2 separate regions of the Capra hircus genome follow, and region 2 is linked to region 1. The links are chromatin contacts, called in public Hi-C maps. All regions are on one chromosome and are shown on one strand. Each heading gives the region's core, a stretch centred on a gene start, on an enhancer-like site or on the middle of the called end of the contact. The rest is flanking DNA. Distances are from core to core; before and after follow the strand shown. Region 1 has its middle 55 kb from the start of KCNMB1. Region 2 overlaps KCNIP1 (Kv channel-interacting protein 1).

Evidence for each region. A called contact is a pair of places that touch in the nucleus more often than the background predicts.
Region 2: a contact with region 1 is called in a Hi-C map of liver, with 5 times the contacts expected there. The contact joins two enhancer-like sites. A contact is called at or near these places in 3 of 5 Hi-C or Micro-C datasets (blood and liver).

Annotation. Positions count from the first base shown.
Region 1 is chr20:2,401,361-2,407,960 of ARS1.2, forward strand. No RefSeq gene overlaps it. Among named protein-coding and RNA genes, the nearest start is that of KCNMB1, 55 kb to the left of the region's middle. Within about 2 kb of position 3,596, at least 2 of the 5 cell types and tissues checked have an H3K27ac peak or open chromatin away from gene starts, as enhancers often do.
Region 2 is chr20:2,598,813-2,605,412 of ARS1.2, forward strand. All of the region lies in intron 1 of KCNIP1 (Kv channel-interacting protein 1), which reads left to right. Among named protein-coding and RNA genes, the nearest start is that of KCNIP1, 130 kb to the left of the region's middle. Within about 2 kb of position 3,404, at least 1 of the 5 cell types and tissues checked has an H3K27ac peak or open chromatin away from gene starts, as enhancers often do.

The sequences.
Region 1 (6,600 bases), core at 2,346-4,845:
GAGATTCATCCTAGAAATTGGCTCATGTGATTATGGGGGCCAAGAAGCCACGATCTGCCATCCTTAAGCTGGAGAACCAGGGAAGCTGGTGGTGTGATTCAACCTGAGTCCTAAGGTCCTAGAATCAAGGGGTCAGTGGGGTTAGTTTCAGTCTGACTCTGAAAGCCCAAGAACCAAGAGTACTAATGTCCGAAGGCAGGAAAAGATAGACAGATGTTCCAGCTTAAGCAAAGAGAGCAAGGGATTTCCCTGGTGGTCCAGGGATTAGGACCCCGTGATCCCTGGTTGGGGAACTAAGATACATACGCACTGAAGCGTGGCTGGGGGAAGGGGAAGCAGAGACAGCAATTCACCCTGCTTTCACCTTTTTGCCTGTTCAGGCACTTAGGGGATGGGATAACACCCACACACGCTGGTGAAATCCCCAGTCCAACCTCCTCTGGGGACACCCTCATGGACATACCCAAAGATGATGCTTTCCCGGGTTCCTGGGCATCTCTCATCTCAGTCAAGGCCACGCTTGCAACTAACCATCACATCCACCAAGGCCCGGCAGGACCCGCAGACCCCATACCTTTCTGGACGTGAGGACGGAGTTCTCATGTTTTCTCTGCCTTTCCCCCAAGCTTCCTCCCGCTCCAGCACCGGGCTGCAGTCCAGAACATCCCACACTCCCTTCTCAGGGGCTCCAGGCTGCTCCAGGCCAGATCACATCTCATAGCTGAGTTTTGTTCCATCTCAAGTGTTTTGTTTTATTTTTTTCAAATTGAGCCGTTCTCTAAAAGCTGAGATCTTCATAGAAAAAATGCAGTCTGGTGTCAATACATTCTCTTTAAAAGTAGGACAATCTGGCAGTTCTGGACTTGCGTAGAAACGATTAGGTGGGACTGAAGAGCAGGGCCCTTCAATAAGGCCTGAGCTTCCAGCAGCCACAGGACCACCTCCCATACCCCTTTCTCTCTAACCTCCCCCCAAAATACCCTCCCTGTATTCATTTATATCAACATCTGTCCCAGCAGACATTTTATTTTAGGTTTTAAACAGCAATAGGAGGATTGGCTTTATTTAACTAGCAAAACTGCTCATATGAGATATGTGTAAAGCATTGGAATGGTGCCTGCCACCTAACTGGGCCTTATTTAAATATTTGTTGAGCAAATCATCTGATAATTAAAAAGACCAACTGGGAACATACAATAAGAATACTAGCTCAGAACAGGCAGTGGAGGGCTCAGTCATTTGTGGAATTTCACAACGTAGCAGCTCTGATTATGAGGATGTATCATCAGGGAAGTTCGGATGACAAGAGGACCCCTTTGTGGCCAAATCCAGAGAGACTGTGCCAGGTCCATGCTTGGAAGCCGGCAAGTGTTCATTTTAGGACATTTGAAGATGACAATGTGTTGCCCCCAAGGGACTCCTGGGATTCACAGGGACTACCTGGAAGACCACCAAGCTCTTTACCTGCTTCTTTGCAAGAATCCTGTGAGGCAGACATTAATCTCTCCATTTTACAGATGGGAAAACTACCTAGGGAAGGAGATAGATGTTGAAATGGCCACATTAATAAGTACAAATGGGGTAAATTCTCTCTGAAGGAAAGAAATAGGGATTTACAACGGTATAGAACCACCCCCACAAAAAATGGGCCTGGTCTTGGCGGCCAGGGGATAGTTCTTCAAAGAGGTGATATCCAGGCTGTGAAATGCCGGGTTAGATGAAGCACAAGCTGGAATCAAGATTGCCGGGAGAAATATCAATAACCTCAGGTATGCAGATGACACCGCCCTTATGGCAGAAAGCAAAGAGGTACTGAAGAGCCTCTTGATGAAAGTGAAAGAGGAGAGTGAAAAAGCTGGCTTAAAACTCAACATTCAAAAAACTAAGATCATGGCATCTGGTCCCATCACTTCATGGCAAATAGATGGGAAAACAGTGGAAACAGTGACAGCCGTTTTCTTTTTGGGCTCCAAAATCGCTGCAGATGGTGACTGCAGCCATGAAATTAAAAGACACTTGCTTCTTGGAAAGAAAGAAGCGACGAACCTAAACAGCATGTTAAAAAGCTGAGACATTACTTTGCTAACAAAGGTCCATCTAGTGAAAGCTGTGGTTTTTCCAGTAAGCATGTACATATGTGAGAGTTGGACCATAAACAAGGCTGAGCACCAAAGAACTGATGTTTTTGAACTGTGGTGCTGGAGAAGACTCTTGAGAGTCCCTTGGACTGCAAAGAGATCAAAACAGTCAATTGTAAAGGGGATCAACACTAAATATTCACTGGAAGGACTGATGCTGAAGCTGAAACTCAAATACTTTGGCCATCTAATGCGAAGAGCCAACTAACTGGAAAAGACCCTGATGCTGAGAAAGCTTGAGGGCAGGAAGAGAAGAGGGCAGCAGAGGATGAGATGGTTGAATGACATCATTGACCCAGTGGAGATGAATTTGAGCAAACTCCAGGAGATAGTGAAGGACAGGGAAGCCTGGTGTGGGGTCGCAAAAAATCAAACAGGCCTGAGTGACTAAACAATGACAGCAACAATCCTAGCTGAGATCTGAACGCTGTTAAATGGGAGAGCAGGCGGGAGGGAAGTATTCTCCGACTCTCAAAACCAGATGCACAATTTGAACCACTTGGGAGACATACCTGATCCTGCGCCAGTCCAGTTACATCAGCAGGACCTGGGTACCAGTGTCTTTAAAAGCTTCATGTATGTGCTACTGAGATGCAGCCAAAAGTTGTACACTCACTGACAATAGCCATTCATAGCTATTGGGTAAGCATAGGAGGTACTCAGGAATTGTGAGCAGGTGTGATCTACAGCCTTCCCATCATAATCATCACCTCTCTCTCCTCCAGAGATCTGGGTAGCCTAAGTCCAGTTTCAAAGGCTGGAGAGAAACCTGCCTTTGCTGAAGGCTTACTGTGCACCGTGTACTAAACGCTTCCCATTATTCCATTTAGCATTTTCCAGAATCCTCAGAGAAAGAAATGCTATTATTATTTTACAGATAAGGAACTCGAGGCCCAGAGCAGGGTGCCTCTTTGCCCAGGGACTCAGTTCATCAAGGGCAGTGCTGAGACTGTGGGCTTCTGGCTCTTGCCTGTGATCTCTGTATCTCCATGCATCCAGAGGTGTGTCCTGCTTGTCTCGACAATCATTTCCCAGCCTCTCTCAATGGATGATAGACAGATATAGAAAGACGTAGAGAAATATATAGATATTGTTCTGTTTAGAAAAGTGTCTAGAATATAGCCAGTGCTCAGTTAATGTCAGGTGCTTTTAATATCATCCAAGGGCTAGAACGAGAGGGCTCCTGGGGTTTTTGCTCCCTACCCCACCGCCAAATCAGAGGGCATCCTGGGTAGGGTGCTATCAAGCCCCTCCCCAGGAAACCAGGATGGATAAATTTAGGAGGGCCTAGGAAGTCTAGCTCAGGAAGGTTGGGCACCATAGAGGTTCTTTGCCAGATCCTGCGGAGAGGAGGTGCAGCAGCCCGGGACCTGGGACTCAGGACTTTGAACACCGCTGCTGGGGGCCTGTGTTGAGATAGACCGGCCATGGTCAGCTCGCAGACAATCTCCTCTGGTGCCCAGGCCTGAGGCGGTCAGCCTGGCAAAGTGGCCCTGGCCAGCTGTGGTTAGTACCACTGATGTCCACCAGAGGGCAGCAGAGGCCACAGGCTGGCAGTTTCTGCCCACCAGCCCAGCTTTTTCCCAGCAATGTTTAACTATGAAGTCCAACGTCTCTCTGATTTTCCCTGCAAGCTGCTGCTAAGTCATTTCAGTCCGACTCTGTGCGACCCCATAGACGGCAGCCCACCAGGCTCTCCTGTCCCTGGGATTTTTCAGGCAGGAACACGAGTGGGTTGCCATTTCCTTCTCCAATACTTGAAAGTGAAAAGTGAAAGTGATGCGGCTCAGTCATGTCCGACTCTCAGCGACCCCATGGACTGCAGCCCACCAGGCTCCTCCATCCATGGGATTTTCCAGGCAAGAGTGCTGGAGTGGGTCGCCATAAGCTAGAGAAGTCCTAAACATTCCTCACAAGCCAGGCATATCTCGTTTCCCTCGTCCGAATGTCCCAGAATCTCTCTGTTAGCCTGCTTAGAAATTTCTCAGCAAACTTATAAGCTGAGGTACGAGTCTTTGAACTCTTCTTCCAGGGCAGGGCGTCCTGGAGCCTGTATGTCAGACAGCTCATCCCTCAGAGTTTCAGCTGTTTCAGTCTGTAGAGGGGGCTGATTTCTTTATTTTTTGCAAGCTCACTGACCTACATCCTTGACATTCTCAGGAGGAGGAAGTATGAGAGGATGCTGAAGGCACGGGCTGGGCACAGGACACTTCAGTCAGTCCAGGCGCTCAGGCGTGTCCGGCTCTGCGACCCCATGGACCGCAGCACGCCAGGCCTCCCTGTCCGTCACCAACTCCCGGAGCTCACTCAGACTCACGGCCATCGAGTCCGTGATGCCGTCCAGCCGTCTCATCCTCTGTCATCCCCTTCTCCTCCCACCTGCAAACTTTCCCAGCATCAGGGTCTTTTCCAATGAGTCAGTTCTTTGCATCAGGTGGCCAAAGTGTTGGAGCTTCAGCTTCAACATCAGGCCTTCCAATGAACACTCAGAACCAATCTCCTTTAGGATGGACTGGTTGGATCTCCTTGCAGTCCAAGGGACTCTCAAGAGTCTTCTCCAACACCACAGTTCAAAAGCATCAGTGCTTCGGCGCTCAGCTTTCTTCACAGTCCAACTCTCACATCCACACATGACCACTGGAAAAACCATAGCCTTGACTAGATGGACCTTTGTTGGCAAAATAATGTCTCTGCTTTTTAATATACTGTCTAGGTTGGTAATAACTTTCTTTCCAAGGAGTAAGCATCCTATAAGTTCAAGGCTGCAGGCACCATCGGCAGTGATTTTGGAGCCCCCAAAAATAAAGTCTGACACTGTTTCCACTGTTTCCCCATTTATTTGCCATGGAGTGATGGGACCAGATGCCATGATCTTAGTTTTCTAAATGCTGAGTTTTAAGCTAGCTTTTTCACTCTCCTCTTTCACTTACATCAAGAGGCTCTTTAGTTCAGCCATCAGGATGGTGTCATCTGCATACCTGAGGTTATTGATATTTCTCCTGGCAATCTTGATTCCAGCTTGTGTTTCTTCCAGTCCAGCGTTTCTCATGATGTACTCTACATATAAGTTAAATAAGCAGGGTGACAATATACAGCCTTGAATTACTCCTTTTCGTATTTGGAACCAGTCTGTTGTTCCATGTCCAGTTCTAACTGTTGCTTCCTGACCTGCATATAGGTTTCTCAAGAGACCGGTCAGGTGGTCTGGTATTCCCATCTCTTTCAGAATTTTCCACAGTTTATTGTGATCCACACAGTCAAAGGCTTTGGCATAGTCAATAAAGCAGAAATAGATGTTTTTCTGGAACTCTCTTGCTTTTTCGATGATCCAGCGAATGTTGGCAGTTTGATTTCTGGTTCCTCTCCTTTTCTAAATTCAGCTTGAACATCAGGAAGTTCACAGTTCACGTATTGCTGAAGCCTGGCTTGGAGAATTTTGAGCATTACCTTACTAGCATGTGAGATGAGTGCAATTGTGCGGTAGTTTGAGCATTCTTTGGCATTGCCTTTCTTTGGAATTGGAACGAAAACTGACCTTTTCCAATCCTGTGGCCATTGCTGAGTTTTCCAAATTTGCTGGCATATTGAGTGCAGCACTTTCACAGCACCATCTTTCAGGATTTGAAATAACTCCACTGGAATTCCATCACCTCCACTAGCTTTGTTCATAGAGATGCTGTCTAAGGCCCACTTGACTTCACATTCCAGGATGTCTGGCTCTAGGTGAGTGATCACACCATCATGAATATCTGGGTCATGAAGATCTTTTTTGTACAGTTCTGTGTATTGTTGCCACCTCTTCTTAATATCTTCTACTTCTGTTAGGTCCATACAATTTCTGTCCTTTATTGAGCCCATCTTTGCATGAAATGTTCCCTTGGTATCTCTAATTTTCTTGAAGAGATCTCTAGTCTTTCCCATTCTTTTGTTTTCCTCTATTTCTTTCCACTGATCACTGAGGAAAGCTTTCTTATCTCTCCTTGCTATTCTTTGGAACTCTGCATTCAAATGGGTATATCTTCTCTTTTCTTCTGCTTTTCTCGTCTCTTCTTTTCACAGGTATTTGTAAGGCCTCCTCAGACAGCCATTTGGCTTTTTTTGCATTTCTTTTCCTTGGGGATGGTCTTGATCCCTGTCTCCTGTACAATGTCATGAACCTCTGTCCACAGTTCATCAAGCACTCTGTCTATTAGATCTAGTCCCTTAAATCTATTTCTCACTTCCACTGTATAGTCATAAGGGATTTGATTTAGGTCATACCTGAATGGTCTAGTGGTTTTCCCTACTTTGTTCAGTTTAAGGCTGAATTTGGCAATAAGGAGTTCATGATCTGAGCCACAGTCAGCTCCCGGTCTTGTTTTTGCTGACTGTATAGAGCTTCTCCATCTTTGGCTGCAAAGAAGATAATCGGGTTTCGGTGTCGGCCATCCGGTGACGTCCATGTGTAGTCTTCTCTTGTGCT
Region 2 (6,600 bases), core at 2,154-4,653, 200 kb after region 1:
AATCTCAATCTATTTACTCATCTTGAAAATGGAAATAAAAACACCTGCCATACAATGTGCTGCCAAAATTTAAAAAGGGTCTGATTTGCAGCAGATGCTCAAAGGACGTCAGTTCCACTTTCCTTCCCCGTGGAGATCTTTGTAGAGGAGGTTGGGATGTCTTCCCAACACCCGTCCCACTGTTTCCCTGTCCTGCAGCAGCTGAGGTGTAATTATCTCACCTGTAGCTCGAGGAGTGGTCTCTGATGGGCTTCAACACAGTAGTGTAATCCCATAAGTTCCCTTGGCCTTAATCATTGGTTTAGGGAAGGCGCATGACCTTCAATAAGATCTAAGCTCAGAAATCTGGTTTACTGATTAGAAGAGAAAAGCTATCTCTAGAAGGAGTTTGGTACAAGGGTGGCAACTACAGCTGCTATAGTCACTTGGCTGCTATGAAGGAATTGGCTACAAGAACAAAACTGAGGAGGAGGCAAGCAGCACAGAATATGATGCTGAAGTCGTGATCAGGCTGTGCCTGAAGGGGACTACACCTGATCCACAAGTTAGTGAATTCTCTATTTTCAAGCCAGGAGAAGTCAAATTTGAGAAGAAATAAAGCAAGCAAATGAAAAACCTTAACAAAAATCTCCTTCAAATGTTCAACACTCCTGAACTTCACCCCCAAGTCCACAAGGAGCTTGTTACAATTTTCATGAACCAATCTAGATATGCAAATTAACTTTCATTAATTGGCTCTTCAGGGAATGATGTTTTCTCTCTGAAGTCTTTAAAACTTAGAGCAGTATGGGTGCCCTCCCCATGGACCTAGGAATCCTCTTGACTCAGCCTAGACATTCTGCTTCCAGCATCTTCCCACTTCCCTCCACCCTTTGCCCAGGAAATCTGTGGTAGTACAAAGGTGCCCTTCTGGCAGGGAAGTTGGAAAGAAGCAAAAAAAAAAAAAAAAAGTGCAGAAATACCAACTTCAAAGTCAGGGAGACTCAGATCAGAATGCAACCTCTATGCAAAAACAAGGATAATACTACTTACCTATATGGGCTGTTATGAAGATTTCAAGATACCGCCTATATAAAACGCCTGGCCTGTGGGGTAGTAAGCATTTCACAAATTGTAACTGTTGTTTAGATTTCATCTTTATTATGGTTGCCCTTCCTGTTCTCCAGGGCTAGCACAGATCTGAGATTGTAGGGGCTGCATGATTTCTCGGGGGAGCAGGAGCATCTAGTCAGTGAGAGAAGGCGTCACTTGTCAGCACAGAGGTTTTGAAGGAGGCTTTTGGGGGATGGTCCACACACCCAGCAACCATAAGGTTCTGCAACCACGTCAGTGATACACCGGTTCCAGGTCTTTCTCAAGGTCAATGGTCCCTTTCTTATGTATCAGTTTTCAGAACTATCAGTGTGCGGAGTGCTGGCTCCAGAAATGATGGGAGAAGAGAGGTGAAAAGATGAATAAGGCCAAAACTCCTGTCCTCAAGCTTCTCATAAACCAGTATAGATGGCTTTGGAGGATGACAGCCCTGAGCTCAACCCCGGTTCACATGCAACTTACAGAAGTCAGGGAACCTCTCTGAGCCTCAGTTTTCTCCTCTGAGGGGAATAAAAGGAAACAATAACACATGTCTCCCAGTTTTTTGGAACATAATGAAGACTGGAGGATGCAGGTGACTTGCACAGGCCCTAGGGCAAAGTAGGTTGTCAATCAAGAGTCCTTTGGGGTCGGGGTGTGGTGTCCCGCCAAAATTCGCATCCACTCAGAACCTCAAAAGGTGACCTTATTTGGAAGTAGAGTCTTTGGAAATGTAATCCATTAAGGACCTCGAGATGAAATCGTCCTGAGTTTAGGGGTGGTCCCTAAATCCAGTGTAGGGCGTCCTTATAAAAAGAAGATGACCCTGTGGAGATGGAGGCAGAGAAAGTTCTGCTGCCACTATCTGAGGAGCTGAGGAGTGCCAGGACCACCAGAAGCTAGAAGAAGCAAAGACGGGCTCCTCCCTATATCCTTCAAAGGAGCACAGCCCACCTGGCACCGTGATTTCAGACTGCTGGCCTCCAGGGAGAATAAACGTCTGTTGTTTTAAGCCCCAGTTTGCAGTACTTTGTTACAGCAGGCCCAAGACACTAAAGACCCTGTTTCCTCCAACCCTCTTCCCTAAACAAAGCAGATGTGCAAGCTGCTTCCTAAAGCTCCAGGTAAGGAAGTGAGGGGTGCAAGCAGCTCTAAGGATGGGCAGGAGGGGTGACCCTGGATATGGGGAGGTGGCACCGCCCTCTGCTGGTGGCTTGCAGACGAGCACAAGGGCCAACGCCCAGCCCATGGAAGCGCTCTGGGAAAAGTCCCCTTTCTGTTTTTTGATGTACTTATTTGGCTGCACAGGGCTTTAGTAGCAGGAGTGGGATCTTGTTGCCGCGTGGGGGATCTTTAGTTGTGGGCTGTGGAATCTAGTTCCTGGATCAGGGCTCAAGCCCAGGCCCCCTGCATTGGGAGTATGTGGTCTTAGCCACTGATCCATCAAGGGAGTCCTTGGGAAAAGTCCTTAACGTGGCATCAGGAGGGCTCCTATCAGGCACTCTGAGCCACCGGCCCTCACATCCACTTTTAACTGGAGTTCAGTGACAGCTGTGTCCCGGGCAGAGGCCAGGCCTGGCCTGGCCTTCCCATCACCCCAGACTCTCCTGGGCTCTGCCTCCCGCCCCTGGCGGCTGGTCTCTGGGGGACAGAGCCCTGCCTAAAGCACTGAGCTGGGTGATCAGTGGCTCAGCCCACTGAGTAGCTCCTGGGGTTGAGGAGTCCAAGCCAGTTTAACTGGGGGGAAACTCGGTCCTCAAATAAAATAACATTTTCAACCAATTTAATAAAATAGGTCACAGCAATGTTGATAAATGTATTTGGACATTTGATCTTTCCCTTATTTAAAACAGATTTATTGAGCATCTACTATGTGCCAGCCATTGTTCTAGGCATTAAGGACACAGCAGTGACCTTGACCTTGGCCGAGAAGATTCCTGGTCTCGTAGAACACAGGGTGAAGTGGGATTGGGGAGGCAGGAAACGAATTAATAAATAAGTGACCCAGAAGGTAACAGACCTGTGGATTGGTCTAAACACAAGTGGGCTACAGATAACAAAGAGCTTCGTTTTCTCCAAACTGTCTCCAACGCTCTAGTCTCTCATATCCCTCCCTCTGTATTTTACAGCGTCTCTGGCTGTTCTCTCAGCTTTGCAATCACTTCAGCTCTCATCTCAGGAATAATTTCAGTCTTCAAGTGGCTGAAAGTCCCATACAATTAGAACTTCAGTCTCACATGCAATTTTAAATTTCTCACTGCCTCAGCTCAGACGGGGATGGGGTAGCGGGGGGCACGAGGACGTGCCGCCTGCACTCCCAGACTCTCCTCCCTTCCTGGCCCTCCGCTTCCGCTTCCGCTGCTTCCGCTTCCGCTTCCGGCGCAGGGCGGGAGGGAGGCGTGGCTGGGGAGAGACAGGGCCTCGGGGCTCTTGGCGGTTTTCTCCCAGCCGGGAGGGCGCTTCTGTCACATCGTGTGCTGTGGTTGCTCTTTCTCAGTCGCTGAGTCATGTCTGACTCTTTGTGACCCCTCGGACCCGGTCTCGCCAGGCTCCTCTGTCCATGGGATTCTCCCGGCAGGAACACTGGAGTGGGTTGCCGTTCCCTTCTCCAGGGCTGCTTCTTGACCCAGAGATTGAGCCCGCATCTCCCGCCCTGGCAGGTAGGTTCTTTACAGCTGAGCCACCAGGGAAGCGCAATAAAGAGCGGACTAACCCAAACTGAATATTGGAACGCGGAGTTTGAGCTGCATCTTTAATGCGTGCTAAGAAGCCGTCTAACATCTCAACAGTAATCGTGGAGCCAGGAGAAGGGAAAAAGGCTAATTAAGTCTGTTTTCTAAATAGTCAAGAGCTGATTCACTAGAGACAAGGCTAGATGTCAGGAAGATAGATTTATTAAGTTATAAGAAGTTATATGGGGAAGTTGAAGAAATGCCACCTCTTAGAACATCAAAATGCTAAATTCAAACATTAATGCAGTTGCAGACTAAGGGAAGACCACTGGCTTTGTACCGTATCCTAGGGGATTTTCAAGGAAGATTCCATCCCAAGTTTCTATGACTGTCTGAATCATTTTGCATGACTGTTCATCCGAAATAATCAAACCAATTCCAAAATTGGAGATGCCTGCTTCTGGCCTCCAAATGCTGGCCCTTGCATGGGGCTTCTTGGTGAAGGGCTTTTCCCCAGTATATTGTTGGTAGATGCCCTTGTCCACTGAACTTCTATAACCATCCTTATGCCCTCAGCTCCTGGCCCCCTGCCCCCCACCAGGCACAGCCTCTCTCTGCCTGGGTGCTCTCTTCCAACCAGCAGTCCTCCTGGCAGGGGCGAGAGTGTCTCATGCAAACGTCTCCAGCGTGCTTACCTCCCTCAGCCCCCCGCTGTGGGAAACTGGCACATCCTCGCCTCACCGAATGGCACTGCCCAGCTGCCCTGTCTCTGTAGTCGGCCACCTGAGGCTGCCTCAGTGCGGTCCCCAGCCCTGAATACCCCAGGGGAGTGCAGACTCCAGTCGCACGTTCACAGATACCCCCGTCTCCAGGAGCTCAGGAAGCTCTCTCAAGGGCTCTATACCCAAGCTTCAGGCCAATGGCTGCAGCATGTGTGTGCCACTCAGGAGCCCCTGGAGAAGGAAGGGCAGGACATGGGCACCCTCATCTCTGGGGGAAGTTCTCCTGGCTCCCTAGCACTGGGCTGTGACCCAAGGGAGCACCCCTTCATCAAGGGGAAGAGAGCAATCAAAAGCGCACTTCCTCCTGCAAATTCCCTTCCCCGTCTCCTTGACAATGTCTGCCCTCCTCTTGTACGCTGAATTACTGGGTTGGGATAATGGTCATGAAGGCCATCCCGCTTTCTCGGCAAGTCTAACATGCATCCAACAACTGTATTTATTTGTTCTGTTTATTCAGCTAGGGTTACTTCCCAGCCGTTGCCCCAGATTGTAAGCTCTAGCCAAAATCCTTGGCAGCAGGATGCCTCTATCCGCCTTCTGTTACAATGATTACAGGAGGGGCAAAGCGCTTGAAAGGCAGGAAAACAATATAGTGTTGAAGCATAGGCAGGATGGGAGCTGAGGAGCAGTGCTCAGGCCTCACTGAGGAGCCACGGGGCCGCGAGGGGGGTGCAAGCATCACAGCTTAGGCAGAGCTTAGGCAGAGCCCCAAGCTGGGGACCACATCACTGGGCGTAGCCAAACGGAAGAGGCCCTAGGTGCGGCGAGCAGTGGGATGAGCGGCGTGGGATAAGGCCGGGGAGGACGCCGGACCTTGCCCTGGGAAAATCCCTCCTAGGTTTGAGAAACTCCACTATCTAATGAGAGGAGGCAGGGTCCACCTCCCCGTCGAGAAGCTTGGAGAACAGACACTTACTTTCCCAGCCTCCCTTGCAGCGAAGCTGTGAGCACGTGTCCTCAGCCCAGTGGGCTGCGAGCCCGAGACAGACAAGCAGCCTTCTGAGGAGAAGGTGACCTGCTGGCTGTGGCCCGTGTCCTCCCGGGCGGCCAGTGTGGGCTGTGAGCCTGGCTGTCCCCACTCCTCTGTGGGGGGTGTGTGTGTGTGAGCATGTGTGTATGTGTGTGAGTGTGACTGTGTGTGAATGCGTGTGAGTGTGTGTGAGTGTGAGTATGTGTGTGACTGTGTGTGTGTGTGACTCTGTGTGTGTGTGTGTGTACTCCTGGGGAAGGCGGGAGCAGGACTCCGGACTCCAGCATAGCCCACACTGTGTTTGTAAGTGGCTCTCAAAGAACGCTCCTGTGACAAAGCTAGTAATGGCCCTGAACAATATGAGAAAAAAAGATATTATATAATGGAGAACATCTGTCTCTCCAGGTCCGGCTGTCTGGCTCCCAGGGCTGGTCATTAATCCCTTCCCACTTCAGCAGCCCAAGGTTTGAGCTGAGCCCCTCCAACCCATTCCCTGCACCCATGAATCACCTGGGATGGAAGCCTCAGGGCAGCCCCGCCGGGTCACAGGCCTCCCGAACAGAGAGCTGGCGCTGCTTCTCCAGCGCCTTCAGGCAGATTTCCTCTGCCCCTTACCAAGCCCCCTGCACTCCCCACTGGGACCAGCACCCGGTGGGCCTGACCCACGCCAGCCTGGGCTGCCCCCCTCCACCCCCAGGGAGCTCGCTACTGCTTCTCATGATGCCAGATGGTGCTGGGCAGGGACTGAGATCCCTGCAAGTCCCAGAAAACTCACAAAACTCCAGGTCCTCCTGCCGCTGTGCAAGAGCCTGGCGGACCCCGTGGGCCCAGTGCCCAAGGTTAGGGGCAGCTCCTGGCCCTCAGATAGCCCACAAAGTGTGGGGCACTTTGATTTGACTTGAAGACAGTGCTTGGAGGATCTGTTTTGAACCAGTCTGTGGTGTTTAGCCCTCCCTGAGTGAGGCCCAAGAAAAGCTGAGGCTTGTTCGGGCTGTGGAGGGAGCCCCCTGCCCCTGCCCTCAGCCCCACCCAGCACCGAGGCTCAGATGGGGACAGGCTCTGCCTGGAGGGATGGGCTGCAGAGGAGAGGGCCTGGGGGCTCCCC